Regions from separate parts of the Mus musculus genome. Here all the other regions are linked to region 4. Evidence: chromatin contacts called from public HiChIP or PLAC-seq, Micro-C and promoter capture Hi-C data. All regions are on one chromosome and are shown on one strand. The core of a region is the stretch at or near the end of the contact, and the rest is flanking DNA. Distances in the headings are between cores, read along the strand shown. Region 1 holds the start of 4833438C02Rik (RIKEN cDNA 4833438C02 gene). Region 2 holds the start of 2310034G01Rik (RIKEN cDNA 2310034G01 gene). Region 3 holds the start of Taf5 (TATA-box binding protein associated factor 5). Region 4 holds the start of As3mt (arsenite methyltransferase). Region 5 holds the start of Pcgf6 (polycomb group ring finger 6).

Region 1 (5,454 bases), core at 1,127-3,626, 400 kb before region 4:
AAAAACAAAAACAAAAACAAAAAACTGAAGTGCTTCCTGTCAAAGCATTTAGTATAAGGGTGGGAGATAAGAAGGAATGCCTTTCCCTTCCCCTGGTGCTAGTACCAGTCTATAGTCACCTCCTAAACAACAGGGCCAGTTGTGGGAGAGTCCAGGGAGAGCCTGTGCTGCACTCCAGACCCAAGGGAGGAGGATTCAGGAACAGAGATGCACTGCACACAGCCCCTACAGAGAAAGCTGACTTAGAGGCCCAGAAAGAGCCCATGGCAGCGACTCTTGTCCTGACCTTGTCAGTGGAGGTATGCAGGGGGAAGGCAGCGAAATGTCATTTTCAGGGAGACTTTCTAAAATGATTTTATTTCTTATTTGTCACCACGTGGGTTTGGGGTTTGGGGGATGAGTAGTCAAGAATTGAAGGGTGTGCACCTGAATTCGGTCTCCCAGAAGGCGAGGAGAGAGCCAGGGGACCCTGGTGTGATCGTTTCGGACACTTGTGAGCCGTCCCACGTGGATCCTGGAAGAATCTTCCTGGATGCAGGAAGAGCAGGAGTGCTTCGGCGCTGAGAGGTCTCCAGAGCCTCCCACCCACTTTATGATGGTAACAGCTGGCCCTCACCCATGCAAAGCACACCGCTGGCAATTTTCCACAGAAGAGGAAGTTTGAAAGGCACTTTGGACAGATTTGCGTGCATGTGTGTTGAGACAGGGTGGTGTGAAACTTAGGATCTGTCTTGGTTTCAAGAAAGCTGGGACTGCAGGTGAATTTCGCCACGCCCAGTTGGATGCCTTTCAAGTCAAATAGTTGGGACATCTGTGGTGGATGAACGAGGCCTAAGACTCCCAGGCAAACATCTTTCTTCTCTTCCTTCTTCTTTTCTTCCCCCAGCACATTGATTCTCCAACGAGTCATCCTAAAAGCCTTGGCCCTTGTGAACCCGCCACTTACAGAATAAACATCAGTTGTCTCTTCCTGAAGCCCGGAAACTAAGACAGTTGACCCCAGAGTTTCCTTGCGGCTCCAGAAAGGCCGCTAGATGGCGATCTGGAGCTGACCGCAAGATCTGACTCCTTCCTCTTCCCCTTCCCAGCTAGGAGGTCCCTCTCTGGGAGGGTTACTGGAGTGTTGGGACTGACCCGGTTTCCTGTGTCTCAGAGATAGCCAACCTCTGGGCACAGCAAGAGCCAAGTGGCCCACTGGACTCCGTAACGGTCCCGGGCAAGCCTGGAAGAGTGCAGAGATCTGAGCCGCGCCCTGCGCTGGGTCCGTCGTCCCGCCTCGCTGGTCCCTAGCAGAACTGGAGCTGGGTGACACCCCGCGGCCAGTCCTGGGCGAGCCTTCCCCGAAAGGGGCGCGCCTGCGTTGCTCCGGGTTGGCTACAAGAGTCCTGGAGTTAAACTTTCAACCAATAAAAAAGGGCATGGGGAGTGACGCACGGGATCGTCACGGGAATTCCCCCCCTCGGGGGGCCGAAAGGGGCTTTCCCGGCTGGAGCCCTTTGGCTGGAGAGGAGCAACGACCGGTCCGGGGAAGGGCTCGGAAAGAAGTCGGAACCAGAGCCGCCACCACGGTGAGTGGCCGGGTTCAGATCCCTGAGTGTCTAGGGAATGGAGAGGGAGGGAAGGAGGACTTTAGATGACAGGCTGGGGCTGGACGCCACCTCCAGTGAGCGCGCACAGGAACAGGACACTTTGCTACACATCAGCGACACGTCTGCCTGCCCTTAGCTTGCCTGTGCACAGCCGGCCGGTGTGAGCCCCGCACACGCACTCACAGCGCACCCGTGCACCGGCGCCTGCGCACGGACATCCAGACGTGCACGGACGTGTGCCCACACTGGGCAGTACAAGGACTCACCTGTGTGGATGAACGTTCACTTGCACGTGCCATGATGCCACCACTCACCCGGCACACAAGACATTAGGGCTGAAACGCATATTCCTGCAACGGACACATGCGCGTTACACTGGCTTTGGGATTGGAGTCGCCAGGGAGGGCGGGATGCTCCCGTTTGACCGGCCACCGGGAGCAGGTGCAGCGGGAGAATCCGGGAAGCTAAGACGGAATCGCTAGAGACCGTGGAGGGGGAAACTCCTCCCCCCCACACACACCCTGAGGCCCGAATCATATTCTCTGGTCAGAGCCCCGGAGGCCCCACTGGAAGAACCCCCGCCTACGGGCCATTCGGAAAAGGGGCCTCCGACGGCAGGAATGTCCCCACAAAAGCCCCTGGGTGAATCAGCCGTGTCCTCCACGCTGGCTGAAAATCCCAAGTTTGCTCCAGGCTGCGGAGAGGGGGCGAGGCGGCTAGGCCCCGACTGAGCCCCAGGGGCTACAGAGGCTGCCCGGGAACCAGGAACCGCCTGGGCCTCCCGCCCCTCCCGCTGCGGGGGCGTGGCCCCGGCGTCATTTCCAGGCCCGCCCCCTCCGGCTCCGCCTCCCCCTGGTATTTTCGGGACTTTCCTAAGCAGCACTAACTTTCTGCCCCTTTCCCGGGCCAGCCCCGCTCCGGATCTCGACCTCCACCGGATCTTACCCGCCACGCCCGGACGGGCGGCTGGAGGAGATCGGACCCTCCCCCAGATCTGAGCCCCCCTCCCCTACCCATCCCTCTCCCCCTGCCCACCCCTATCCTGATATCTTTCACTCTTCCCCCTCCCACGCCTCTCTTCACCTTAGGCGGGCGTCCGAAACTCTGGAAAGCTGAACCGGGGCCCGAAGCCGCAAGACACAGCAGGGCCTAGCCCAGAGATATGGACAATTGCTACGATCCAGTGAGTCACACTGCCTGACCCTGAGGGCGGCGGGTGCCCTCTGTGTCTGCTTGTCAATTGGACGCTCCTCCACTCCCCTACTTCTGCACTGTCTTCAAATTGTCTTAGTCTGCCAGTCTGTGCTGTCTGCAAACCCTGCCCAGAAATGAGCTTCCTCATAGCTTGAGGAGGAGTCCAGGGAGTGACTGCAGAGGGCTTGGGAGGGGGTGGTTGGGGGGACCCTTGATTCAGCTGCCACCTTCTCTGTCTATAACGCAGGGCCTGGATGGCATCCCCGAATATGATGATTTTGAATTCAGCCCCTCCATCGTGGAGCCTAAGGATCCAGCCCCTGAGACAGGTCAGTAAGTCTTTGGCCTCGCAGTATCTCAGAACCTAGAGGAGAGTGAGCATGTCCCCTGGAGGCCCCACTGAGGGATGGTCTCAGAGATCCTGGCTCAGCAAGGCCCCTCTATTTCCAGCTGATGGCCCCTATCTGGTGATTGTGGAACAGCCCAAACAGGTGAGTGAGTGACAGAGAGTGGTGGCTTCACCTTTGGGGAAAAGGTGGGGCGGGGGGGGGGAGGGTAGTTATACCTACTGATCAGATTAAATAGCTTGCTGCTGATATGTTGGGGGCTTATGAGAAGGAGGTACACTTTTGGTCACTGTGGTCAGTGATGGCTAGTGGTTGCCTTGTGGGGATGACGGGGGGGGGGGGGGGGTTGCCTCTCCTGATCACAATGTCTCTGCTATGGAACCTTCAGCGAGGCTTCAGATTTCGATATGGCTGTGAAGGCCCCTCCCATGGAGGTTTGCCAGGTGCCTCCAGTGAGAAGGGCCGGAAGACCTATCCTACTGTCAAGGTGAGCTCAGATGACACCGGAGGGTAGGGATGGTGTATGGGGCAACTACTGACTATCCTTTGCCATTCTCAGATCTGTAACTATGAGGGACCGGCCAAGATTGAGGTGGACCTGGTGACACACAGTGACCCACCTCGTGCGCATGCCCACAGTCTGGTGGGCAAGCAGTGTTCAGAGTTGGGAGTGTGCGCTGTGTCTGTAGGACCCAAGGACATGACTGCTCAGTAGGTGGCCCTGGCCCCTGGCCCCCAGTGGGATGCTCATTGCCTGCCAGCCTTAGGTCTCATCTCAGGCCACCTGTGTGACTAGCACACAAAGTGGGAAGATTTACTTTGGCCCAGGAACCTCAGAGCTCAACTATAAAGAGCAGTTTCCTTGGAGAACAGAGCCAGGATGAGCCTGACCATGGGGGGTGGAGCGTGGGGGTGGAGGTGCCTCAGGAGGAAAGAGCCTCATGGTCAAAGAGGACAAAGCCTCCTCCTTGTCCTCTCCAGATTTAATAATCTGGGTGTCCTGCATGTAACCAAGAAGAACATGATGGAGATTATGATCCAGAAACTTCAGAGGCAGCGTCTCCGCTCCAAGCCTCAGGGCCTTACAGGTATGGTAACAAAAGGTGTTCCGAGAGGTGTTCCTAGAGGAGCCGGGAAGAGCAGCCCAGAGCTCACACCACCCACATTGTCCATCCAGAGGCTGAGCGGCGGGAGCTAGAGCAGGAGGCCAAGGAGCTGAAGAAAGTCATGGATCTGAGCATTGTACGGCTGCGCTTCTCAGCTTTCCTTCGAGCTAGCGATGGCTCCTTCTCCTTGCCCCTGAAGCCTGTGATCTCCCAGCCCATCCATGACAGCAGTGAGTATTCTGCAGGGGGCCAAGCATGCATTCCCAAAAGAGCGCTTGAGATACCTTCCAGCTATGGGTCTGAACCTGGCCCTGCCACGTGTGGGGTGGTGAGTGCTCGGTAGTCAGAACATCTGAGTGTTGCTTCTGAGTGGTAAATGTGAATACTGCATTTCCTGAAGTTTGATAATGACCCCACCGAGCCTCCGATCCCATCAATGTGTCCCTAACCCATCCCCCACCTTATAGAGTCTCCAGGGGCCTCGAACCTGAAGATCTCCCGAATGGACAAGACAGCGGGTTCCGTGCGCGGTGGAGACGAAGTTTATTTGCTCTGTGATAAGGTGCAAAAAGGTGAGGCAGAAGCCCTCTGGGAGCTGGAAACGCTGGCTGTAAGGGTAATTTCGGGATCCATGCAGCGGGGCTGCAGGCTCTCCCTGTGGCTAAGCCGCACTTTTCTCTGTAGACGACATTGAGGTTCGGTTCTATGAGGATGATGAGAATGGATGGCAAGCCTTTGGGGACTTCTCTCCCACAGACGTTCATAAACAGGTACTGAGGGACTAGGGCCTGTCCTGGAGACAGAACTACGAAGAAACCTTACTGACACCATGTTGCTCTCCCATCCTCCACCCCAGTATGCCATTGTGTTCCGGACACCGCCCTATCACAAGATGAAGATCGAGAGGCCTGTAACGGTGTTCCTGCAGCTGAAACGCAAGCGTGGGGGCGATGTCTCGGACTCCAAACAGTTCACATATTACCCTCTGGTGGAAGGTGAGTCGGGCTTCAGCATTCCCAAAGGCTGGACGGAGCGAGGCGGGCCAGGAGGTGGCCTAGAGTTGACTCCCAGGAGCCAGCTTGAGGAATCTAGGGTCTGACCCATATTAGGTTTTAACACCCCGTTTCTCTTTCCTCCTAGACAAGGAGGAAGTGCAGAGGAAGCGGAGAAAGGCCTTGCCCACCTTCTCCCAGCCCTTCGGGGGCGGATCCCACATGG
Region 2 (5,983 bases), core at 1,337-3,836, 360 kb before region 4:
GTGTACATGAGTCCCGATAGGACCTGAATTCCAACCTCAACACCCACATAAAAAGCTGGGCACAATGATACATGGTTGTGACCACTGGATGTGGGAAGAGGAAGAGGAAGAGGAAGAGGAAGGAGATGGTTCCCTCTGGTGCTAGCCTGTCAGCAAGCCCCAGGTCCCTAGCAGAAACCTTGTGTCAAAAGCCAAGGTGGGCTGAGGAGTGGGCCCTGTAACTGATGGTTCATAGCACATAATAGTGCTCTTCCATAGGTGACTCACAACCTAGTCTAACTCCAGAGGGGATCTAACAACACCTCTGTCTCCTTAGGCATCCTCAGACACCTACAATCTACACTCACGTGCACACACAATCCACAGACACACAAACATATCATTAAAAATAAAAACATTAATTATTTTTGTTTGTTTGTTTATTTCTCCAGGCAGGGTTTCTCTGCCCTGAAACTTGCTCTGTAGACCAGGCTAGCCTGGAACTCACAGAGATCTGCTGTCTTTGCCTCCTGAGTGCTGGGATTAAAGACGTGTGTCATTACCATTTAACATAAAATTAAATCTTAATAAGGTCAATGCTGGTGGTGTGTACCTGTGCACAAAGGAACATGCACACACATGCAGAGAGTGGTGAGATGAAGGGGGGTATATTAACTAATTAAATCAACACTTAAGCATTACAAAATATTACAAAATGTAAAATCGTACACACACACACACACACACACACACACACACACAGGGTCTGGCTCTGTATCCTCCCTCCTAACTCTGATTCCCAAGTCCTAGGGTTAAGGGATGCTCTACTAAGCCCATCAACAACACTACATTGAAATACTGAAAATTTCAGCTGTATTTATGGAAAAAAAAAAAAAAAAGACTAGTCAGATGTGATACCCATGTATGACCCCTGTAGGCTTGAGAGGGCAAACCTACTCCATCTTGGGACTGGCCTCCATCTTAAAGAAAAAAAAAAAAAAAGCCTGAGAACTTGACCTACAGCAGAACCCAAGCTACTCCCAAGTACCAGGAAGGACCCCACAGCTTGTCCTTAGCCCATACCCCAGAGTTACCGCTCCCTAGCTACTTCTTAGCAACAGTTAACCAAAGATTAATATGATTATTTCAAATGTACTTTCAGACCTTTGGTCTTGTTTCAGAACACCCACCTGTCAGCTTACAATAGACATTCAGTTAGATATTGCCAGGTTTGGGACACTCTCACCTACTCCCATTTCCTATAAAACCTTGTCCTGCTGAGGGTTCCAGGCTGCTCTGCCTTCTCTTCCTGTCCTGCTGTAAGGGTTGGGTTGGGGGAGAACCCAAGCCCAAGCTTGTAATAAAGAGATAAGAGCCCCAAGTGCTATTACATCAGAAACGGCTCCTAGGTGGTCTTTGGGAGTTCGTGAATGCTTTCTGGCACAACAGGCTCGGGCAGGAGTATTGCAACCAGTTTGAGGTCAGTCAGTAAAATAGCAAGACCTTTATCTGAAAATTAATTAATTAAAGATTTAACATAAACTGGGAATAAAGGCTAAGCATGGTGGTGCACACCTTTAATCCCAGCACTTGGGAGGCAGAGGCAGGCAGATTTCTGAGTTCGAGGCCAGCCAGGTCCACACAGTGAGTTCCAGGACAGTTAGGGCTACACAGAGAAACCCTGTCTCGAAAAAACCAAAAAAAAAAAAAAAAAAAAAAAAAAAAAAAGACAGCCTGGTCTAGAGAGTTAGTTCCAGGACAGCCAGGGGTAGAGAGAGAAACCCTGTCTGGAAAAAACAAAAGAACGAAAACGAATGACATTCCTTTGAACACCTAACTTTATGTGTTTTACAGATGTGATAGCTAAGGGGTTCAGAAAGGCTAAGGACGACACACGGCTAGAAAAATGTCAGAACTAGCTCTAAACCTAGCTTACAGGAGACATTTCCCACACTCCAGAACTATCATAGGCCTTCAGATGACGTTTGGATAGTAAGTCCAGGCAGGCGATTCTAGAAGATTGTCCACTGCATACTGTAGAGCTGCTGCTTAAGAGCAGGCCCAGGGGTCAGGCTACATACAGAGTAAAGACTTTAATCACACAGATGGCAAAATGCCCGCTTCTTTATCTTGTATTGGATGCTGGACGTCGCTCATTTATTTACTTCCGTTTCCAAGCTGGGAATTGCTTGGCTCCCTCAGCTTTGTAAAGAGGGGAGTTGTGGTGCAAGGGAGAGAAAAAGGCGAGTGGGACCCACACGGAGGGCTAAGAAGGGAGAGAGATGCTGCTTTCGCTTCAAGACCCTCTGGACCGAACACCTTTCTCTCCCAGCACGGTTCAGCAATAACTCCAGGGAAATCAAAAGCAGGGACGGCGAGCGGGGATCGACAGACTCGCAGGCGCGCTGAGATGCTCATCTTGGTCCTTGCTTTTTCTTGAGGCGGCCACGCTGCACCGCCTCCGGAGCGGCCGGGCTGTCCCCGCTGTCCCCATCGTCGCCACTGGCTGGCTTGCGCATTACGTGCCGGGCCACCTTGTATTCGGGCTCGCCCACACGCGGCACAGCCCGCACCAAGAACTGGCCGCCGCGCTTGGTGACGCGCACGTCGGTGCGTGGGTAGGTGCCGTAGACGCGCCGCAAGTCGCGGCGCACGGCGTCCGGCAGCGGTAGGGGCGGACCCCGCATGCGCTCCACGCGGCCCCAGCGCAGTTGCAGCTGCAGGCTGCTGCCCTCCGGCCACGCAGCGTCGCGCCCGGGCTGGGATGGCGCGGACACGGCGGAGGCGGGGAACGACGAGCCGGGGGCCGCGGCATCCGGCGGTGGGAAGGCCCACCAGGGCAGCGTGGAAGAGGCCAGGGCCGCGCCTGCACCATGGAAGCAGTGGAGTTCTCGCGGGGCCGTGCTCAGGCCCACCGGCCGGCTGCAGAAGTTGTGGGTCTGGATAGGTGGCAGCAGCAGAGGGGCGGGCAGGTAGGTGTAGGTGAGAGTCTGCAGCCGAGGCCAGACGCCCTCCCTGGGCGGCAGGCAGACGTAAGAATACATGACCTAGAACTCAGATGGCGGGCATTTTTACTGGGTCCAGACCTGTGATGGATGGGTATGGATATATAATTCATAATAAGCACGTGTCACTGGTCCCCCAGCTCTTGCCTGAGTTTCGTGTGACTGCCTGATGGCTTTGAGAAACCTTTCCTGGGTCAGGGGTTCTGCTCCCCTCCTCCTCATCAGATATTCCCGGGCCGGGGATGTAGGTCTGTCAATACAGAAACAGACATGCACAAACACCTGTGTTCGGTCCCCAGCACCACATAAGCGGGTGTGGTAGATCCTGCCTGTAATCCCATGACTCCTAGAGTAGAGGCAGCAAGACCAGGCCTTCAGGTCATCCTGTTTCAGAACAGCCTGGGCTACAGGAGACCCTAACAATCTGTTCGCATTCCTTTTAGGCTCCGCCCCACAGTTACCTGGCAACAGCCAGGTATGCCTGACTCATTATAAAAGGGACTGCTTGCCCCTCTCCTCACTGTCTTGCTGGCTCTGTGGATCTCTTCCCATTCCCCTCTCCCTCTCCCCATTCCTCCCTCTCCCCATCTCTCCCCCCCCCCGCCTTTATCTCCCTCAACTCCCCTCCCCATGCTCTATATATGGCTGGTACCTCTGGGGGAAGGGATGCCATAGCATGGGCCCACCATACCGCTCCTCTCCCAAACATATCCCTGGCTTCATATATATATGTATGGCACGACACAGTTGCTCTCCAGGCTTCTGAGCCCCCAGCCCTTGTTATCTTTCCCCTTGTAACCATCCATTCACTTGCCTCCTTCAGCCTCATGGGATTGTTCTCCAGTCTTTGGGAGAGGCAGAACCGTCCAGAATAAAGCTTCTTCCCACTGCTTTTCAGTGCTGTTTTCCCCTTCCATGCCCAGCCCGAGCCACACCTCCCTGTTACTAGGCAGAGAGAAACACCTTGAGCTGGCTTGGAGCCACCAGTCTGTCCACAGCTTCAACTGCCTGAGCTCACAGATGGCACTCCCTAGAATACTGAACACTTCCCAACGATTTCTAATCAGGTCCCTGCGGTTACCTACATGGTGACTCTCCAGCCGCCTGCAACTCCACTTTCAGGGGGGGGTCTGATCTCCGAGGGCTCCTACACATATGCAGTGCACAGATTCCTGGAAGCAAACTTAGGGATAAAATGACTATCGAGTCGTTAAAAGAGCATTCTGGGTGACATAAAACCAGTGTAATTACTTCAAACATGAAAGAGGTCCAGAGTCCTACTGATGCCATCCAGGAAACACCACTCACCACTTGGCTTTAGAGATGGAGGGAGTACCGAGAGCAAGGAGTACAGGCAGTGTCTGGAAATCGGAAAGCATGAGGCAATAGATTAAACCACAGAAGCTGCAGAGGGGAACTGAGTCCAGCCAACACCTTCCTGGTTAGCCAGTGGGACCCATTTCAGACTTCCAGTTTCCCACAACTGTTAGGTTTGTCTTACACCCTTGGGCTTTCAGTTTATATACCACCAAAAGGACATAATGTTTGTAACTTTGCCCTCTAACCAGCACCCGAGAAATATCCAGGATTACCCATGAGTTCATCTCACCCCATCAGGACTGGTCATCCTTTCTACCTGTTTGTACTTCCTCAAGGAATCTAGTCTTACCTGGTTGGTGAACAGGCTCACCCCAGACCCAGCTCAAGCCAGAACTGAGAAGGCAAAGAGCCTATGTGTTACATTGGTGCCTTCATGCTTCTCTGGTCTGGGGAGTTTTTAGGTACAATGAAGGATCAAGCTGTGGGGTGGTATTTCTTCATCCCGATTCTAGAAATGCTACACTTTCGTCTTTTCAAAACAGTTAACTTAATTTCATGTGTATGTGTGTGTGCCTGAGTGTATGTCTGTCCACTAGGTGTGTGCAGGAGCCCTCAGAGGTCAGAAAAGGGAGGGGTTCAGTCCCCTAGGACTGCAGTTATAGATGGATGGTTGTAAGCTGTCACATGGGTACTGGGAATTGAACATGGGTCCTCTGGAAGAACAGGCTGTGTGCTCTTCATTGATGAGCCGGCTGTCCTGTGTTCTTCCTCACCTCTGGAGACGGCGTCTAGTGGTGCAGTGCTGGGTGGCCTGCAGCTCTATGATTTCTTCTTTTTAGTTTGTGTGTCTATATGTGTATATACATACTTCTGTTCAGACCTTCTTGTTCTACTCTACTTCTGTTCAGACATCTCTCTCTGTCTCTCTCTTTCTCTCTCTCCCCATCTCTGTCTCTCTCCCTGTCTCTGTCTCTCCCTGTCTCTCTGTTTGTGTGCATGGATGTGTGTCCTGGAGGCCAGAGGGTCTAATGCCCCTACAGCTGGAGTTTCAGTCAGATGTGAGCCACTTGATGTGGGTGCTGAGAACTGAGTTCTTCCTGCAGCAAGTACTCTCAGTTACTGAGCTATCTCTCCAGCCCCATTTGAAGATTTATTTTCTTAACTATGTATATATGTAGGGGGAGTTATGTGCACATGAGTACAGGTGGCCAGAAGAGGGTGTCACATTACCTGAATCTGAGGTGATAGGCACTTATGAACTACCTGACGTGGGTGGTAGGGAGAAAACTCAAGTCCTCTGCAAGAGCCCCAGGCTTCACTGTTTGTTTATTTTTCGAGACAGGGTTTTTCTATATAGCTCTGGTTGTCCTGGAACAAGCGCTGTAGACCAGGCTGGGCTCAAACTCAGTGCCAGGACCAAAGGAATATACCACCATGTCCTGCTGAGGCATTCGCTTCACCCTGGAGCCATCTCTCTAGCATCCTGTTTTCTTGTCTGGTGGAAGGAAACATTTTCTTTCCCCAAGACAGAAATCTGAAAGGATTGCAGATTGTGAAGGAGTTGTAAGGAGGCCTTAGTCACTGAATATGTAGTCATAGAAGACATGAAGCTGAGAAACAGAACTTTCTTTTTGTTAATGGTATGTGAGTCATGATCTTTACAGTTACAAAGACCAATA
Region 3 (5,131 bases), core at 2,520-5,019, 360 kb after region 4:
TCTTCTTGGATGTTGTTGCCCTGTGTCATGGAGATACTGCGGCTTTGGATCTGCAGGACCAGCCCTTTCATATATTCCAGAAGTTCATAGATGGGATAGATGTTGGGGTGGGCTGACACAAAGCCGTGGTGGCTGCGGAGTTGATCAGTCCAACAGCTTTCCTGCACCCTCAGCACCACGGCAAGCTCTCTAGCATTGCCCTGACTAGCTCACCCAGTGCCACAGCTGGCAAGAGGTGGAGCCAGCTCTCCCACTTGCCACAGGTGGTGATGGGTGAAGGGTAAGTGTGTGTGTGCGTGTAAAAGTCATCTCTCCTGCATCTGCCTCACAGCAGAGTGTTGGGGCCAACTCTCTTGCATTCATGCTCTTGTGCTGGATCATCTGTATCTCCCCTCCACCCCTTCCCCTTGGCCAGCTCTACTGTACTACTCAGGCATGGTGCAGGGAGGAACAGGGGCCGCTCTCAGTGCCGCTGTCAGTGAGCGCTCTACACAGCCCTTGGACGTCAACAGGGTCTCAAGCAGCAGCCCAGACCAAAAGACATCTGCATGGCCTTTGGTAGTAATATGACCCACAGACATCCACAGACACCTCCCCTCCCCACTAAGTCATGGCCATGGATGGATCCAGATGTGGCCGTCAGTGGCAGCATGGGGCAAAGCTTCACCATGCCTCAGGCTACTCTCACATCAGGCTATTCTTCCCCAGTTCCTCCTCTCTTCATAGCGACTCCACTCCTCTTTCTCTCTCATCTCTCTTCCATTATCCTTCTCTCCTGATGGGGGTGGACCACACATGGTAGCAGTGGGCTCCAAACCTATATTTATTTAGTTTAAGATATTTTATGTGTATCAGTATTTTGCCTCTATGTACATCTCTGAGGGTGTCATATCTCCTCAAACAGACAGTTCTGAGCTGTCATGTGGGTGCTGGGAATTGAACCTGGGTCCACTGTAAGAGTCACTAGTGTTCTTAACCACTGAGCCATTTCTCTAGGCCCCCAAACCCATATTAGAGAACAGTTCATATTGGCTAAGAGTGGCAGCTTAGGGGCTGGTGAGATGGCTCAGTGGGTAAGAGCACCTGACTGTTCTTCCGAAGGTCCAGAGTTCAAATCCCAGCAACCACATGGTGGCTCACAACCATCTGTAACAAGATCTGACGCCCTCTTCTGGAGTGTGTGAAGACAGCTACAGTGTACTTACATATAATAAATAAGTAAATCTTTTAACAAAAAAAAAAAAAAAAAAAAAAAAGAGTGGCAGCTTATAGCTGTAATAGTTCTAAGCGCTAGTGAGGTGAGGTAGGAAGATGGTGAATCACAGACCAGTTTAGGCTACACAGTGAGAGTCTGCCAAAGAAAGAAAAGAAAAGAAAAGAAAAGAAAAGAAAAGAAAAGAGAAGAAAGACCCTACAAAACTAAACACCCAAACTATTTGTTCATAAAGTTACATCAGGGTAGTGTTGCTGCCTTGGCAACACTAACATTCTGGATTGAATAATTTTAGGCTATGAAAAGAAACAGCTTGTTTTTTGAGGAAATATTGTCCTGTTCATTTTAGTAAGTCTAACAGCATTTCTGAATTTTAGACGCCAAAAGCATCCTTGAGAAATATTGCACACACTATCAAATATCTACAGAGAATAAAATCCTCTAGTTGGGTTTCAGGAAAAATAGCAACAAAGAATAGAATCAAAATACTATGAAAAATACAACAGTTGAAGAAAATAAACTAAATAAATGTAGCGGTATAGCTGTAGGCTAAAAATGTATTATTGTACTGAAAAAAAAAAAACAGGTAGAGAGGGAAAAGGATGGTAGAGGAACTCTCTGCCAACTGACCTCGAAGACAAAACTGTACACTGGCACTTTCCTACAAGGGGGAGCAGGACAAAGAAGAAACATTTGTAAACATGCTTACTAAGTATGAAGAACTACAGAAAAAAAAATGTCAGAATGAGGACTGCAGAGATGGCTCAGAGGTTAGGAGCATTGGCTGCTGTTGCAGAGGTCCCGAGTTCAATCTCCAGCAACCACATGATGGCTCACAACCATCTATAATGAGGTCTGGTGCCCCCTTCTGGTGTGCAGGCATACATGCAGGCAGAACATTGTATACATGATAAATAAATCTTAAAAAAAAAATGTCAGAATGAAACAGTAACCTGTGAAATGAAAGGAAATCAGAAGGGCAAGAGCTGGAGAGAAGGAGTGGGCGCCCTTCAAAGACCCAGACTGACGCAGAATCTGAATGATTAAGGACCCTGGGAGCAGGGAGCAGAAAGGAAGAAGACAGAAACAAGATAACAAAAGGGTCTCCTAGGCACCCAGTGACTTTATTTCTTCTGGTGAAACAGGAAACACTGTACTTGAAGTCATTAGCCTCAGCTAAAGCACAACGTGGACGCTGGACTCTCAGAGACCCGCGTAGAGAGGACAAAGGTGGCCATACTTCCCCAAGTCAGACACCTTCTTCCCATCTCCTTCCAAGTAAGGGCTGCTGTTGTAGCCCAGCAGCAGAACACTGCCTAGGATTCAAGAGGCAGGGTGAGGTTCACTTCCTAGTACTGCCCCAAACAACAACAAAATAGTAACAATGGGTAATTAATACACAGTAGAAACATTTTAGTCATAAAAACGTCTATATAAAAACTTTTTAGCTGGACCCCTACACTTGGAAGGTGAAGGCAGGAGGACCAGAAATTCAAGGTCCCCCTTAACTTCACAGCAGGTTCAAGGCCAGCCTGCGTGCATAAGACCCTGCCTTAATCTTTTCTTTAAAAAGGAAAAAAAATTTTTTCCTTAGGACAGAAATGGTTTATTTGGTAACAAGGAATGAGAAGAAATTAACTTTTTTTTCTCTTTAACTTTATAGTTGATTTTGTTGTTGGTTTTGGTTTTGTTGTTCTTGTTCTTGTTGGAGACAAGGTCTCCGGAGACAGTGTAGCCCTGACTGATCTAGAACTTGCTGAGGCGATCCTGTGACCTCTATCTTCGGCTTAAATTTATTTTTAGAAACTACATCCAGCTTAAAGGCTTTTTTAAAAAAAATAAACGATATAACATATACTGTAAAGTTCACAAAGCTAGATTTTTACAGGAATAAAAAGTGAAAAAGAGCCGGGCGTGGTGGCGCACGCCTTTAATCGCAGCACTCAGCGGATTTCTGAGTTCGAGGCCAGCCTGGTCTACAAAGTGAGTTCCAGAACAGCCAGGGCTCTATAGAGAAACCCTGTCTCGAAAAAACAAACCAAACCAAAAAAAAAAAAAAAAAAAGAAAGAAAGAAAAACTGAAAAAGTAACCACTGCTCAGCCCACAGCATCAGAGAGCCTTTCCAGTAACTAGGAGGCCTCTTTCTGATAAATGCTATGTGCTTTTGAATTAAATACCTGGGCGTGAATCGTTTTCTTCGCGTGTGATTTTAGCATGGTATTTAACCTCTTTGGATTCTGGTTAAGCCGTCTGTAAAGACTCCAGGGATTAGCACCTTTAAACTTGTTGAATTAAAAGAGCTCGTATAATATAAAACGGCTATCTCATCGCCTGAATGCAATAAACGGTAATTAGCAGGCAAATGCAATAGAGACTGACGGTAAGCAACTCCCACTTCCTGCCTGCCTTTCGCTCGGTTTTGAAAGTAGCTCTTTCTCGTGCCTTTTCTCCTCGCTAGCTCCTCCCACTGCCGTAAATGGCCTGCCCCGGCTGTCGTGAAACGCCCTACCCCCGCCCTCCATGTGGCGAAAACGCAGTCACGCTTGACGGCGCGAGGTGGCTCAGCCGCAAGATGGCGGCGCTGGCGGAGGAGCAGACGGAGGTGGCGGTCAAGCTAGAGCCTGAGGGACCGCCGACGCTGCTACCTCCGCAGGCTGGCGACGGCGCAGGCGAGGGGAGCGGCGGCACTCCCAACAACGGCCCCAACGGCGGCGGCGGCGGGAATGTGGCAGTGGCAGCGGCGGCCGGCGGGGACGGCGGGACCCCCAAGCCTGGGGTGGCTGTCTCCGCCGCTGCCCCGGCGGGGGCGGCCCCGGTGCCCGCCGCTCCGGCGGAGGCCGGCGCTCCCCACGACCGACAGACCCTCCTGGCCGTGCTGCAATTCCTCCGGCAGAGCAACCTCCGCGAGGCCGAAGAGGCGCTGCGCCGGGAGGCCCGGCTGCTGGAGGAGGCGGTGGCGGGCTCCGGAGCTCCGGGAGAGTTGGACGGGGCCGGCGCGGAGGCGGCCAGCGCGCTTCTCAGCCGGGTCACCGCTTCAGTTCCCGGCTCTGCGGCCCCCGAGCCTCCGGGGACGGGCGCCTCGGTGACCTCGGTGTTCTCGGGTTCAGCCTCAGGTCCTGCGGCTCCGGGAAAGGGTGAGTCTCGGGCTCCCGGGCTGAGGAGCGCCGGCTGGAAGGGGAGCTAGCCGGGAAGGCGAGGGCTGGCGGGCCTGCACCTCTGCGGGCTTGTTTTGAATTTCCTGGGCCCGCCTCTAGGGCCACACGCCCGCCCCTTTCGCTCCTGCGCCGGCTGCGCAGTCAAACCCTCTTCTGAGCTGTCAGTTCCAGCCAGAGGCTGAGCAGCAGGGCTGTGGAGTCGAGGGAGGCGCCAGGGACCGGGGATTGACAGAAGAGGGGAACCTTAGGGGTTTCGGGGTTTCTGCTCTTACTTAGACTTAGGAACCTAGGATTGGGTTCGCGTGAACACGAGTATCGTACTGTCACATTCCCATACTACTATTGTACAGCAGGTACTTTCCGTGTCTTGATTTTTCACAACTGTATAGTTCTCATCTCTCCTTTTGAGACGAGACAACGGACTTTTTGAGCAAAGCCGGAAGGGCTTGCTTTGGATAACACCTCCAGAGTGGAGGTTGTAAGTGTTTCTTAGAATGTGGGCTGAGAACCGCTGGTGTTAAGTGTTTTAGAGGATTTCTGAGCATCACTTAAGGCTTATTAAACTCTGTAAGGGCAGAGTCTGGGAATCTGCCTTGCAGAGCTTTTGAAAACTCTTAAGTCTACGGGCAGGAGTGGGGCAGACCTTTTTGTCTCTGTTGCTTTTTCTTGTGTGATGTCAGTTAAAGGTTTTTTTTTGGGGGGGTTATTTTATTTTATTTTGCCTTTTTACTAAGTAAGTTATTACGAGTCTAAGATGTAATG
Region 4 (5,506 bases), core at 1,959-4,458:
TGTTCTCAAGACTGTCCTTGGAGATGAGGGAAGAAAACAGGAAAGTTTCTGTATATGATTTTAATCTGAAGAAGAAGGAGGAGGAGGGAGAAGAGGAGGAGGAGGAAGGAGGAGAAGAAGAGAAGAAGAAGAAGAAGAAGAAGAAGAAGAAGAAGAAGAAGAAGAAGAAGAAGAAGAAGAAGAAGAGAAGGAAGAGGAGGAGGAGGAGGAGGAAAAGAAGAAAAGAAGAAGAGGAGGAGGAGAAGGAGGAGGAGGAAGGAGGAGAAGAAGAAGAAAAGAGAAGAAGGAGAAGGAAGAAGAAGAAGAAAAGAAGAGGAGGAGAAGGAGGAAGGAGGAGAAGAAGAAGAAAAGAAGAAGAGAAGGAGAAGGAAGAAGAAGAGAAGAAGAGGAGGAGAAGAAGGAGAAGGAGGAAGGAGGAGAAGAAGAAGAAAAGAAGAGAAGAAGGAGAAGGAAGAAGAAGAAGAGGAGGAGGAGGAGGAAGGAGGAGAAGAAAAGAAGAGAAGGAGAAGGAGAAGGAAGAAGAGGAGGAGGAGGAGAAGAGGAAGAAGAGGAGGAGGAGGAGAAAGAGGAGGAGGAAGGAGAAGAAGAAGAAAAGAAAAGAAGAAGGAGAAGGAGAAGGAAGAAGAAGAAGAGGAGGAGGAGGAAGGAGGAGAAGAAAAGAAGGAGAAGGAGAAGGAAGAAGAAGAGGAGGAGGAGGAAGGAGAAGAAAAAGAAGAGAAGAAGAAGGAGAAGGAGAAGGAAGAAGAGGAGGAGGAGGAAGGAGGAGAAGAAGAAAAGAAGAAGGAGAAGAAGGAAGAAGGAGAAGGAAGAAGAAGAGGAGGAGGAGGAGGTAGTGCGCATGCGCACCTGAAATTCTAGCTGCTGGGAGGTGAAGGCAGGAAGACCTGTAGTTTAAAGTCAGCCTTGGCTACATCGTGAGTTTGAGACCAGCTTAGCATGAAGATCCTTTCTCAACTTTTCCACCTCCTTACAAAATCAACTTTGCACTGGGTGGTAGTGGTGTATGCTTTTAATCCCAGCACTCCAGAGGCAGAGGAAGGCAGATCTCTTGAGTTCAAGGTTAGCCCGGTCTAAAGAGCAAGTTCTAGGACAGCCAGGGCTTCACAGAGAAACCCTGTCTCAAAAAACCAAAAACAACGACGAGAAAGCTAATGTTTTTAGATACAGTTTGATAGAAGAGCTTAAGTAGAAAGCCCGCTCTTCAGCAGAGATGACACACAGAACACAGGAACTCTATGTGCAGTTTAGTGCAGCTTAGTTCCCTAGCATAAATGAGACCCAAGGGGCAATTTTTTTTCTTAGTATAGAATAGGGTTTATTTAGGGCATGGGGAAGGGAGTTGAGGGGGTAGTAGAGACAGAGAAAGGCGGGGGGGGGGGAGAGAAAGAAGAGGAGGAAGAGGACAGGGAGGAGGAGGAGGAGGAGAGGCTGGCCATGAGTGAGCAGAGAGGTGGGGGAGGGGAATGGGGCGAAAAGAGACAGAGAGGGAAGAGAGGAAGGGAGTAAGCAAGAGAGCGAGAGCCCCAAGGTTCAATCTTGACCACTAGGAAGCACCCCAAAAGCCAAAAACCAAAACTCAAACCGTGGCACTGACTAGTCAGAATGATTGCTGGTCAGCGTCCAATTCAAAATCAGCTCAGTGTGAAGGCAGAGTGGCAGTAGCTAGAGGTGATAGTGGGTGGCTCACTGTGGTTCTGTGGATGTGGTTATCAAGTGAGTCTTCTGAGCGAGAGCAGCGCTGGTGAGTGCATCCTCTGCCCGAGGCAACAAGGAGGAAGGAACTGCATGGTTGGAAGGGCTCACTCTACAGGGAGAACACTTTGAAAATTGTGTCTCTGGAGAACTGTTCTACGAGTCTAAAACTTGCTGCTGATAAAAATGGTCATTAAAAAAAAAACCCACATCTCCTATTTTAAAAACATCCCAACAACAATTGCCAGTGTTTAAAAAAAAAAAAAAAGACTTATTCTTACTTTATCTGCATTGGTGTTTTGCCTGAATGGGTGCCAGTGTGTGCGTGCCAGATGCCCAGTCCTCTGGAAGAGCAGCCAGTGCTCTTAGCCACTGAGCTATCTGCCATGCCATTCAAGCCCCTGGCTCATTTGTAACATTACATTTATTTATGCATGTATGTGCTCATGCTGTGGTCTGTGTGTGGAGATCAGAGGACAGTCTGCAGGAGTTGCCTTTCATGGGGATTTCAGGGTTGGAAATCAAGTCTTCAGCCTTGGTGATGATCACCTTTATCCACTGAGCCATCTCTCTGTCACCTGATTGACTTCCAATAACAATTAGCAGGAAATTTGGAAACTTTCTTGATGGATTTTTTTTTTTTTTGTATTGATCAATGGGATTGGAAACAGGATACTTTCAAAGAAGTCCACTTTTTATTTAGACATCCTTTCATGTAGACCAAGATAAGGTAGCCTTCCTTATCTTGGCGAATGACAATGTTTGCTTCAACCACAAAGCAAGTAAGACATGCGAAGAAGTGCAGGAATAGAGACCTTAGCTGTAAAAGCTAAAAGCATTTCTCCACACAAGCTTGATGCTGGATTCTCAGAACTCAGTGTAGAGGACAGAGCTAACTTGTGGGAGTCACCTGTCTCCACACATGGGCACCGTGGTCATATGCACCCACAAAACAATGTAAAAAGACAGACATGTGGGAACAGAATAGCTTTTTGTTTCTTTGGGAGGTTTTTGGGTTTGGGTGGTGGTGGTGTGTTTTGTCAGTTTGTTTGTCCTGGCTGACCTTGAACTCGATCTGTAGGTCAGGTCAGCCTCGAACTGGATGTTCTGCCAGCTTCGGTCACCTGTCTGTCTCCTGGAGTGCTGGAATTAACACCTGGTGGCTGTCATGTGCACGTTTGTCTGAATTCACAGAACTGTGCGCTAAGGAAAGGTGAATATCACTGGCCTAAGTGATATCTCAATGAACAACCTTATGAGACAGATTGAGGGCCAGGCCGATGGTTTCATTCCAGAAGGAGGAAAATAGATATGGGTGTTTACCTAAGGCACAGGCACACACAAGATTTACAAATGAAACTCAGTGAATCAGTAAAGGAGGACGTTAACCAATAAAACCATTCTCTTGGACACAAGGACTCAAAGCCACCAAGGTGACAGACTCCAGGGGTGTGTATAGCTAAGAGGCTTCCGTAGGGTCTTGCAGGGCTGTGGGGTTGAAGGTCGGCCAGGGGGCGTGGCCTCGGCGATCTCTTCGAAAGCCGGGCTGAGGGGAATCCTGGACAGGGAATCCTGGACGTGGAGATCGTGAGTCAGTGAGTGCCTGTCCCTCCTGTCTTCTGGCCAGTCCCCTCTGACCTCTGCCTTCCCACGGGCTCACAGCGCTTCCCACCCTACCCCCAACTCTGGGTAGCCCAGCAGGCTGCGGGTCCCCCCCACCCCCCCGCCGTGTCCTGCTCGCCCTCCATCTTGGCTTCAGCCCTGTCGTTCTCTGTGTGGTGACCGCATTTAACCTCTGTTCTCCCATTTGTCAGTGGCTGCTTCCCGAGACGCTGATGAGATCCACAAGGACGTTCAGGTGAGGGTCCTAGGGAATGGCTATGTGGGCTCGCTGGTCCTATAGAAGTCCTGCCAATAAGCAGCTTCTGCTGGCGCGGAGCACTCTGGGGGAAGCCAGGCCAAACCACGCCCGCAGCAGGCCAAGGAGTGGGGTTAGATTTTTGCCTTGAGCAAAGGCCAGTGGGCTGTAATTTTCTGTAATTAGGAGTGTAGTGGAGCCCTGGAGCTCTGCAAACAGTTAACGTCAATCCTCTTCCTCCTGGCTTCTCTTCCGTGGCTGCTGAGTCAGAACTACTATGGGAATGTACTGAAGACATCTGCAGACCTCCAGACTAATGCTTGTGTCACGCGAGCCAAGCCGGTCCCCAGCTACATCCGGGAAAGTCTGCAGAATGTACACGAAGACGTTAGTTCGAGGTAGAGTGTGTGTGTTGTCCCCTGGAAGCCTCCAGACTACCAATTTTCCCATAGTGACCACTATGGGAAATTTAACCATCTCTGCTGGACATCCTGCTTGCCCTAACTACTGTGATGATACCCACAAGGCTTGGCACCGAACTTCTTGCTCTTCCGCCGAGGACCCCTCATCGATGTCCTGCATCCTTGCCCATTGCAGGAGACATTCAAGTTCCCTGGCCCCAGATAGACATTCAAGTTGGTTAATAGATGGGCCCACACATTCTAATCAGCCGTGGCTCCTTCTGACGTTGCCCTTCTCTGATACAGTATTGCCCACCCAGAGAGCAGTTATCAAAGAGGGTACCTTACCCCTTGCCTCTCCACCCCACTGAAGTCCTACTGGGGTCATGAAGCCTTCTCCTGACTACTACAGCCCCTAACTCCTGGTGGCACTCAATGCCAGTCATAGAAAGGGGTTTCTAAACTGTAGTTTTTACCTCCCACGTTACAGTGTGTGCACGTGAGGGCCAGAATCCTTGTCCTCAGGTCCCGAGTTTGAATTGTTCAGCAGCCTTAGATAGATTTATTATTCAACCGCTAGTTTAGATGGTTTAAGTCTTGCTACCTTGCACGGTGCCTACAATGCTGCTAGGGCAGACGTGGCCCTGTTGAGTGAGAGAGACGAGACAGACGTATGGATGGCTGAGGAAGACGTGGAGGAAGTGTAGATTTAGCGTCTGAGAACTTTCTAGTCTCTGTTTTTGAAAGACGTCATTTCCATCCCTCAGGTATTATGGCTGTGGTCTGACTGTTCCTGAGCGGCTGGAAAACTGCCGAATTTTGGATCTGGGTAGTGGGAGTGGCAGGGATTGCTATGTGCTTAGCCAGCTGGTTGGTGAGAAGGGACATGTCACCGGAATAGACATGACTGAGGTCCAGGTAAGGCAAAGGTTTGGAGGAAAAGGAGAGGTTCCTCTGGGTCGTTCCCTGAGCCTTGAAATTGCTTCCCCCTTTTCTTCATGGTAATTTGAGAAGCTGGGTTTCTGTTGCTTTCATTTCTGATTCCAGTGACCTAGAAGTTAGAGACACTGACAGAGGTCTAACCTGGTAGATGAGCTTGTGACAACAGTGGCACTTTCTCTTCTGCCTCCATCCTCTGTCCAGAAAGATTTGTCATGGGATAACACTCAAGCGAGATTACGTGGTTGGGAGCTTCTGTCCCAGGCTGCTGCATATCTTATGCATCTCGAAAAATCTTGCATGTCTGTCCAGAATAACCCAGGGCTCAAACAGCCTACCGTGTTAGCGATGGCACAGTTTTCAGAACTAAAGCGCCGATTACCACACCCATATTTTTCTTTCTCTAGGTCGAAGTGGCTAAAACCTATCTTGAACACCACATGGAAAAATTTGGTTTCCAGGCACCCAATGTGACTTTTCTCCACGGCCGCATCGAGAAGTTGGCAGAGGCTGGGATCCAGAGTGAGAGCTATGATATTGTCATGTAGGGCGACAGCCTTTCCGTTATTAGTAAACCCTGTTTCAATTTTAGCATGTATATGTTACTACTTTTTGA
Region 5 (5,769 bases), core at 2,285-4,784, 340 kb after region 4:
CACCACGCCCGGCTTACACTTTCCTTTTTTAAATGAAGTGTTTCATCATGTTGCCCGAGCTGGCCTTGAACTCACGGCAATCCTCCAGACTCAGGTTCCTGAGTGCTGAGCTCACAGGCTTGAACTACTACACCCAGTCAGTCCTCTTAGTTCTTACAAAATGTTACTTGGGTTACCCTGCAGCATTACCTTCAAAGCACCCGTGATGGTTGTTTTCATTTTCATTCCAATTGACTTAACCAAGAATCACCAGGGAAGGGTCTTAAGGAGGGACGAGAGCAAGCCTGGGAGGACCCACCCCAAAAGTGGGCGGTGGCATCCCCTGGGTTTGAGTCTTAGACTGTATGAGAGAGACAACTGTATGAGCAGGCAGCAAGTGCCGTCTCTTGGTACTGGTTCTCCCTCACTCCCCGGCTTTCCCTGTAGGGTGATGTAACCTGAGCTGTGAGCTAACTAAACCTCTTCTAGCCCGAGTGGCCTCCACTAGGTCTACTTGTGACAGGACAGGAATGAGGACAGCACCTCAACAACAGTTTGTTCTTTAATCTGTGAATGCAGAACACATCCAAACTTACCAGGCTTGGGGACTTCTAGACCTCTTTCTTTATAGAAGTCATGCATTTGCTTTTTTTCTCCTAAAAAAATGATAAAACACAGACTAAATTACTACACTTACGATGTAACTAACAGAGACAGAGACTTTGGGATTCACAACTATGAAATAAAAGAAACTTACTTTCCTCTAGATTGATCACTAATTTGTATACTATGTCTTGTAACTGCCGGTCCAACCTAATAAAAAGAAGAATGGAGAATATCTCAGAATCCAAAAAAGAATTTAGGTACAAAATGAATTCACTATTTTCTCTTAGGAGCATTGCTCCTTGGTCTTGCATGCTTGGTAAGAACGTGAACTTGATGCCGGACTGCATTTTAATTGCTGCGTTCCATCTCAGCTGCAGAGACGGAGACGAGCATTGGCTGCTCTTCCAGAAGACCATCTGTGACTCTCAGTTCCAGAGAATCCAACCATCTCCTGTGACTCCAAAAGCCCCAAGTACACATGTGGTACACATGCACACATAAAAGTTAAAACAAACAGACTGCTGAAGCTAGGTGCTGTGCTGCACACGCCTTTAATCCCAGACTCGGGACGCAGAGGCATGTGGATCTGAGGTTAAAGCCAGCATGGTCTACACACTGAGTTTTGCTTTTAAAGTCTCCAGCAGATCTAGCCGTCTGTGCCTGATACACAGTAAGTGCTCCACACACACTTCTTGTGCAGTTCCCTTCCTTCTCGTTTTGATAGCATTCAAAGGATTTACCCCCAACTGCACAATGTCAAGATTTCAGAAAAAAAAAAAAAACAAAAAACACTGGCAACAATGATTTTAAATGTGGATACATTTTAAGTGTGTATATTCTTACCTTATATTATAAAGAGGCTGAGTCTGGTGGACAACTATGTTGCATTTTGGGCATCTGTTACTATAGTAAAAATGTCTCACAATGCAGCTTTTACAAACTAGTGAAAGAGAAAAAATGTTTAATTTAGGATGGTTTACAGACATCTTCACATTTTTAAAACACCATTCGGAAATGCGAACTATGTGCTTACAGGTATGAAGACACTCTGTAATGGTGGTTGCATCTATCAGGTAACCTTTGCAAATCGAACACAGGATGTAGGGGGTCAGCTCGACAAGGTTTATCAGGCGCTGTAAGTGCAACAGTAACCATTTTAGGATACAAGCCTTTCCCTTCTCAAATTCAGAAGCTAGCTGCAAGTAGGAAGTCTAATGCCTATATTCCAACTTACACAAGTCAGCTGTGACATCTGAGCCCAAGAGTGTTGGTAGGGTCTGGACTCCACCCCCACAGTTACTTGGCAACAGCCAGGTATGCTCCTCCCCACAGTTACCTGGCAACAGCTAGGTAGGTTTGGCCCACTATAAAAGGGACTGCTTGCCCCCTCCTCTTACTCCTGCTTCTCTCCCTTGCCTCTTCCCTCCCTTGCTCCATCTCTCTCCCCATTCCCTTCCCGCCCTCTCTACACGTGGTCATGGCCCTCCTCCACTTCTCTACTCTGTCTCTCTCTCTCTGCCTCTACTACCCTCTTAACTTCCCTCCCCATGCCCTGAATAAACTCTATTCTATACTATATCGTCGTGTGGCTGGTCCCTCAGGGGTAAGGGATGCCTTGGCATGGGCCCGCTGGGGCACCCCCTTCCCCCACACCTCGCCACACCCCCATAGAACATATATTAATACCCCTTTATCTTTTTAAAATCACAACATCAAACCCAGTCCAAAGCCAACACTACAAGGTCTCATTTCAAAACAAGTTAAGCCATGATCCCAAGATTTCATTATAAGCAGTGTAACTTAATTGCACTCCAACCCTTCAAAATATCCAATCTAAAGAAAACACTGTATCTAAGCGGTCCCAGTTCTCTGACATATAGGAAACTAACAGTGAAAGGCACCTGTTCTTTTGTTGGTTTACAAAAAGCCCTTAAACCTGCCTGGTCTCCCCACATTACCAAGGATGACTTTGAACTTGCTGCCTCTGCCTCACGAATGTTGGTAGTAACAAGTGTCTACTACCACATCCAGTGTAGACAGTGCTGTGACTCGAACTCCGAGCGTCCTGCAGGGCAGAGATACACTGTATCAACTGGCCTACACCCTATCCCCGGGATGCCTTTCTTCACACATTTGTTATTTATTTTTAATGGGGGAGGGGTCCCAAACCCTCTCAACATCCTGCAGAAAAAAAAGAGTACACCTGCCAGTAGCCTTAGACATCTAACTCCCTCCACGTTACGCAAAGACTTTTACAGAATGTAAAAAAAACAAAAACAAAAACAAACAAAAAAACGGGACCCAGAGTGCCCTAAATGATCTGCAAGGACTCCACAAAATAAATGAAGCCGGAGAGAGGCCACGCCTGGGTGGGCGGGGATGGAGCGCTACACAAGCGCCGCGAGCTCCAGCGACAACGGCAACCACAGGTCTGCGCCCCGCTGGGTCCCAGAGGCCGCTCGAGCGCAGCCAGGTCTGGCAGGGTCGTCGATACCTCCTCCTCGTCCTCGGAGTCTGCCCGTCCGGACTCCAGACGCAGAGAGAAGTGGCTCATCTCTTCCTCCTCCTCTTCTTCCTCCTCCATCTCCTCCTCCTCTTCCAACTCTTCATCGTAGTCCTCGAAGCGGCCTCTCAAGCGGCCCAGGCTGCGCTCGGGCTCCAACGCCGGGGGCCGAGAGCGAGAGCAGCCGGCAGCGCCCGCCTGGCCCAGGGACGCCGGGCCCTCCTCGCCGGCCGCGGGTGCCGGGATGAGGGCGGGCGGAGAGATGGGAGGCGGAGGCGGTGGCGGTGGCGGCATGGCTGAGGCTCGCTTGGCCTCAGAGGCGCGCTTGTTTTCCGTGGCGTCCGTCTCAGCCTCGTCCATGGCGGGGATCAGAAATCTGGCGAGTTGAGAGCGAGGCAAGGCGAGTCGGACGGCTAGCGCGCGAGTTGAGCACGAGCCCCCTTTCGTACCAGTGCGCAGGCGCCGGCGCTCCGCAGAGGCCGCTGGGAAGTGTGGTTCACCTAGGCTACCTAGGTGAGGCGGAGCTGCTCAGGTTGGGGCGGGGCGTGTGGGCCACGCCTTGAAGGAAGCTCACCGGTTTTCGCGGTCGAAGCCTGCAGTGTGCTGTTCAGGAGAGTCTAAAATGCTACAGTTTCAGTATTTTACTTGCACCAGTTTATTCATGGAACATTGAACTCTAGATGCCATGTGTTCTTGAATTAGGAGTGATGGTTTCATTTTGAGGACTAATTGTGGTTTTCCGTCCATGGTTAATGGCATCTATCTACTTAGTAAGACCTTGTCTCACCAAACAAACAAACAAAAACCCTAAGCTGGCTCAGCAGGTAAAAAATTTGCCTCCAAGTGTGACGACCTGAGTTCAATACCCATGTTAGAGGGAGAGAACTGATTCGCGAAATGATTTCTGAGAAATGAGGGGGAAAAGTTAGAGGACAGCTTTGATAAGAATAACCACATAAGCCAAGTATGGTTACCTACTTATTAATTTCAGCCTTGAGTAGGCAGAATGTTAGAGCCAAGGAATTTGAGACCCACCTGGGCAGCACTCCAACACCCCTGTCTCCAAAAGGAAGAGAAAAGTTCCAGACCTTACCCACTGAAGGGTGTCTTTGGACTTTTGAACACTATTGAGACAGTTAAACGTGGAGGTGTCTTGAGCTGGAAAGATGGCTCCAGCTGTTAAGAGCACTTCGATGCTCGTGCAGAGAGGCCCTTTAAGAAGAACCCCTCTTCCAAGCACCCAAATGGCTGTTCACAACCATCTAGTTCCAGATGCTGTCTTTTGTCCTCTCTGGGCACCAGGGATGCAAATGGTGAACATACATATATGCAAGCAAAACATGCTACACATAAAAATGAAAAATAAATAAAATATAGTTTTCAATTGGAGCCAAGTGGTAAAGGAACCTTTAATCCCAGCACTGAGGCAGAAACGGGCAAATCTCTTGAGTCCTAGGCCAGTCTACAGAGTGAGTTCCAGGATAGCCAGAGCATAACAGAGAAACACTGTCTAAAACAAACAAACAAACAAACAAACCCAGGGCTGGCTGGAAAGATGGCTCAGCAGTTAAGAGCACTGACTGCTCTTCCAGAGGGCATGAGTTCAAATCCTAGCAACCACATGGTGGTTCACAACCATCTGTAATGGGATCCTAAGCCCTCTTCGGGTGTGTCTGAAGACAGCTACTGTGTATATAAAGTAAATAAATCTTTAAAAAAGGCCGGGCGTGGTGACACATGCCTTTAATCCCAGCACTCAGGAGGCATAGGCAGGCTGATTTCTGAATTCAAGGCCAACCTGGTCTACAGAGTGAGTTCCAGGACAGCCAGGGCTACACAGAGAAACCCTGTCTTGAAAAACAAAAACAAAACAAAACAAAAATCTTTAAAAAATAAAACAGGGGCTGGAGAGATGGCTCAGCGGTTAAGAGCACTGACTGCTCTTCCAGAGGTCCTGAGTTCAAATCCCAGGAACCACATGGTGGCTCACAACCATCCTTAATGAGATCTGAAGACAACTACAGTGTACTTACATATAATAAATAAATAAATAAAATCTTTAAAAATAAACAAGTAAAAATAAAACAAACAAGAAAAGATGTAGAGGCTCCCGAAAGTTGGACTAAACACATTTTTCCATTATGAGATAACCCAGGAACCTATGGGGACTGAGAGGAACATGCTATGGTTTGAATATGGATGTCCCTCCACAGGTTTGTGTTTGAACACGTGGTCCCCAACTGGTGGTCCTGTTTGGGAGTTATGAAACCTCTGGCTTGTGTGACCTAGCCAGAAGTGGTGATAACTACAGGCAGGTTTGAAAGATATCCACTTCTGGTCCTGGACTGAGCTCTCTGCTGCTTCACTCAAATGACACATGAAGACTTACGGCTCAAACTCCTGGCACTACAGAGACGCCCCGACATACACTACAGGAATCTTCTGAGGGCATCAGCCTCTCGAGTGCCGGGATCACAGGCACAAACTGCCTTCCCACTCTTGTCTCTAACACGCCAAATGACAAAAGAAAATACAGACTGGATAAAATCAGGATAAAAGAGCTAAATAAAAAAAAAAAACATAGCTCTTGGGCTGGAGAGATGACTCAGCAGTTAAGAGCACCGACAGCTCTTTCAGAGGTCCTGAGTTCAATTCCCAGCAACCACGTGGTGGCTCACAGC

What was found. Promoter capture Hi-C pulls out the DNA fragments that hold promoters and counts their contacts. A called contact is a pair of places that touch in the nucleus more often than the background predicts. HiChIP or PLAC-seq counts read pairs in DNA pulled down with a chosen protein or histone mark. Capture Hi-C pulls out chosen DNA fragments and counts their contacts.
Region 1: a contact with region 4 is called in an HNF4G HiChIP or PLAC-seq map of pancreatic cancer cells. The contact joins the promoter of 4833438C02Rik here to the promoter of As3mt in region 4. A contact is called at or near these places in 2 of 115 datasets of contacts at active chromatin or transcription factors (memory CD8 T cells and pancreatic cancer cells).
Region 2: a contact with region 4 is called in a Micro-C map of the G1E-ER4 cell line. The contact joins the promoter of 2310034G01Rik here to the promoter of As3mt in region 4. A contact is called at or near these places in 1 of 39 promoter capture datasets (pre-B cells), 1 of 484 Hi-C or Micro-C datasets (the G1E-ER4 cell line), 1 of 115 datasets of contacts at active chromatin or transcription factors (pancreatic cancer cells) and 1 of 9 other capture datasets (adipose tissue).
Region 3: a contact with region 4 is called in a promoter capture Hi-C map of the HPC-7 cell line. The contact joins the promoter of Taf5 here to the promoter of As3mt in region 4. A contact is called at or near these places in 13 of 39 promoter capture datasets (the 3T3-L1 cell line, the C10 cell line, the HPC-7 cell line and 8 more), 3 of 115 datasets of contacts at active chromatin or transcription factors (embryonic midbrain, extraembryonic endoderm stem cells and pancreatic cancer cells) and 2 of 9 other capture datasets (adipose tissue and liver).
Region 5: a contact with region 4 is called in a promoter capture Hi-C map of pancreatic islet. The contact joins the promoter of Pcgf6 here to the promoter of As3mt in region 4. A contact is called at or near these places in 7 of 39 promoter capture datasets (the 3T3-L1 cell line, the HPC-7 cell line, cranial neural crest and 3 more), 1 of 484 Hi-C or Micro-C datasets (bone marrow-derived macrophages), 3 of 115 datasets of contacts at active chromatin or transcription factors (epiblast stem cells, extraembryonic endoderm stem cells and pancreatic cancer cells) and 3 of 9 other capture datasets (adipose tissue, embryonic stem cells and pancreatic islet).

The regions. Positions count from the first base shown.
Region 1 is chr19:46,303,253-46,308,706 of GRCm38.p6, forward strand. 4833438C02Rik (RIKEN cDNA 4833438C02 gene) reads right to left here and starts at 2,377. Exons shown (of 3, transcript NR_152248.1): 1 at 2,110-2,377; 2 at 1,856-1,939; 3 at 333-1,598. Nfkb2 (nuclear factor of kappa light polypeptide gene enhancer in B cells 2, p49/p100) reads left to right here and starts at 2,443. Exons shown (of 22, transcript NM_019408.3): 1 at 2,443-2,772; 2 at 3,031-3,112; 3 at 3,234-3,274; 4 at 3,519-3,617; 5 at 3,690-3,841; 6 at 4,112-4,218; 7 at 4,308-4,466; 8 at 4,704-4,808; 9 at 4,921-5,006; 10 at 5,093-5,231; 11 at 5,377-5,454. The coding sequence starts at 2,752.
Region 2 is chr19:46,346,402-46,352,384 of GRCm38.p6, forward strand. 2310034G01Rik (RIKEN cDNA 2310034G01 gene) reads right to left here and starts at 2,587. Exons shown (of 1, transcript NR_040418.1): 1 at 1,800-2,587.
Region 3 is chr19:47,063,979-47,069,109 of GRCm38.p6, forward strand. Taf5 (TATA-box binding protein associated factor 5) reads left to right here and starts at 3,770. Exons shown (of 11, transcript NM_177342.3): 1 at 3,770-4,348. The coding sequence starts at 3,787.
Region 4 is chr19:46,704,250-46,709,755 of GRCm38.p6, forward strand. It overlaps As3mt (arsenite methyltransferase), which reads left to right and starts at 3,209. Exons shown (of 11, transcript NM_020577.3): 1 at 3,209-3,287; 2 at 3,507-3,550; 3 at 3,821-3,948; 4 at 4,719-4,869; 5 at 5,298-5,434. The coding sequence starts at 3,287.
Region 5 is chr19:47,047,372-47,053,140 of GRCm38.p6, forward strand. Pcgf6 (polycomb group ring finger 6) reads right to left here and starts at 3,535. Exons shown (of 10, transcript NM_027654.3): 1 at 3,080-3,535; 2 at 1,619-1,718; 3 at 1,429-1,525; 4 at 737-792; 5 at 576-635. The coding sequence starts at 3,448.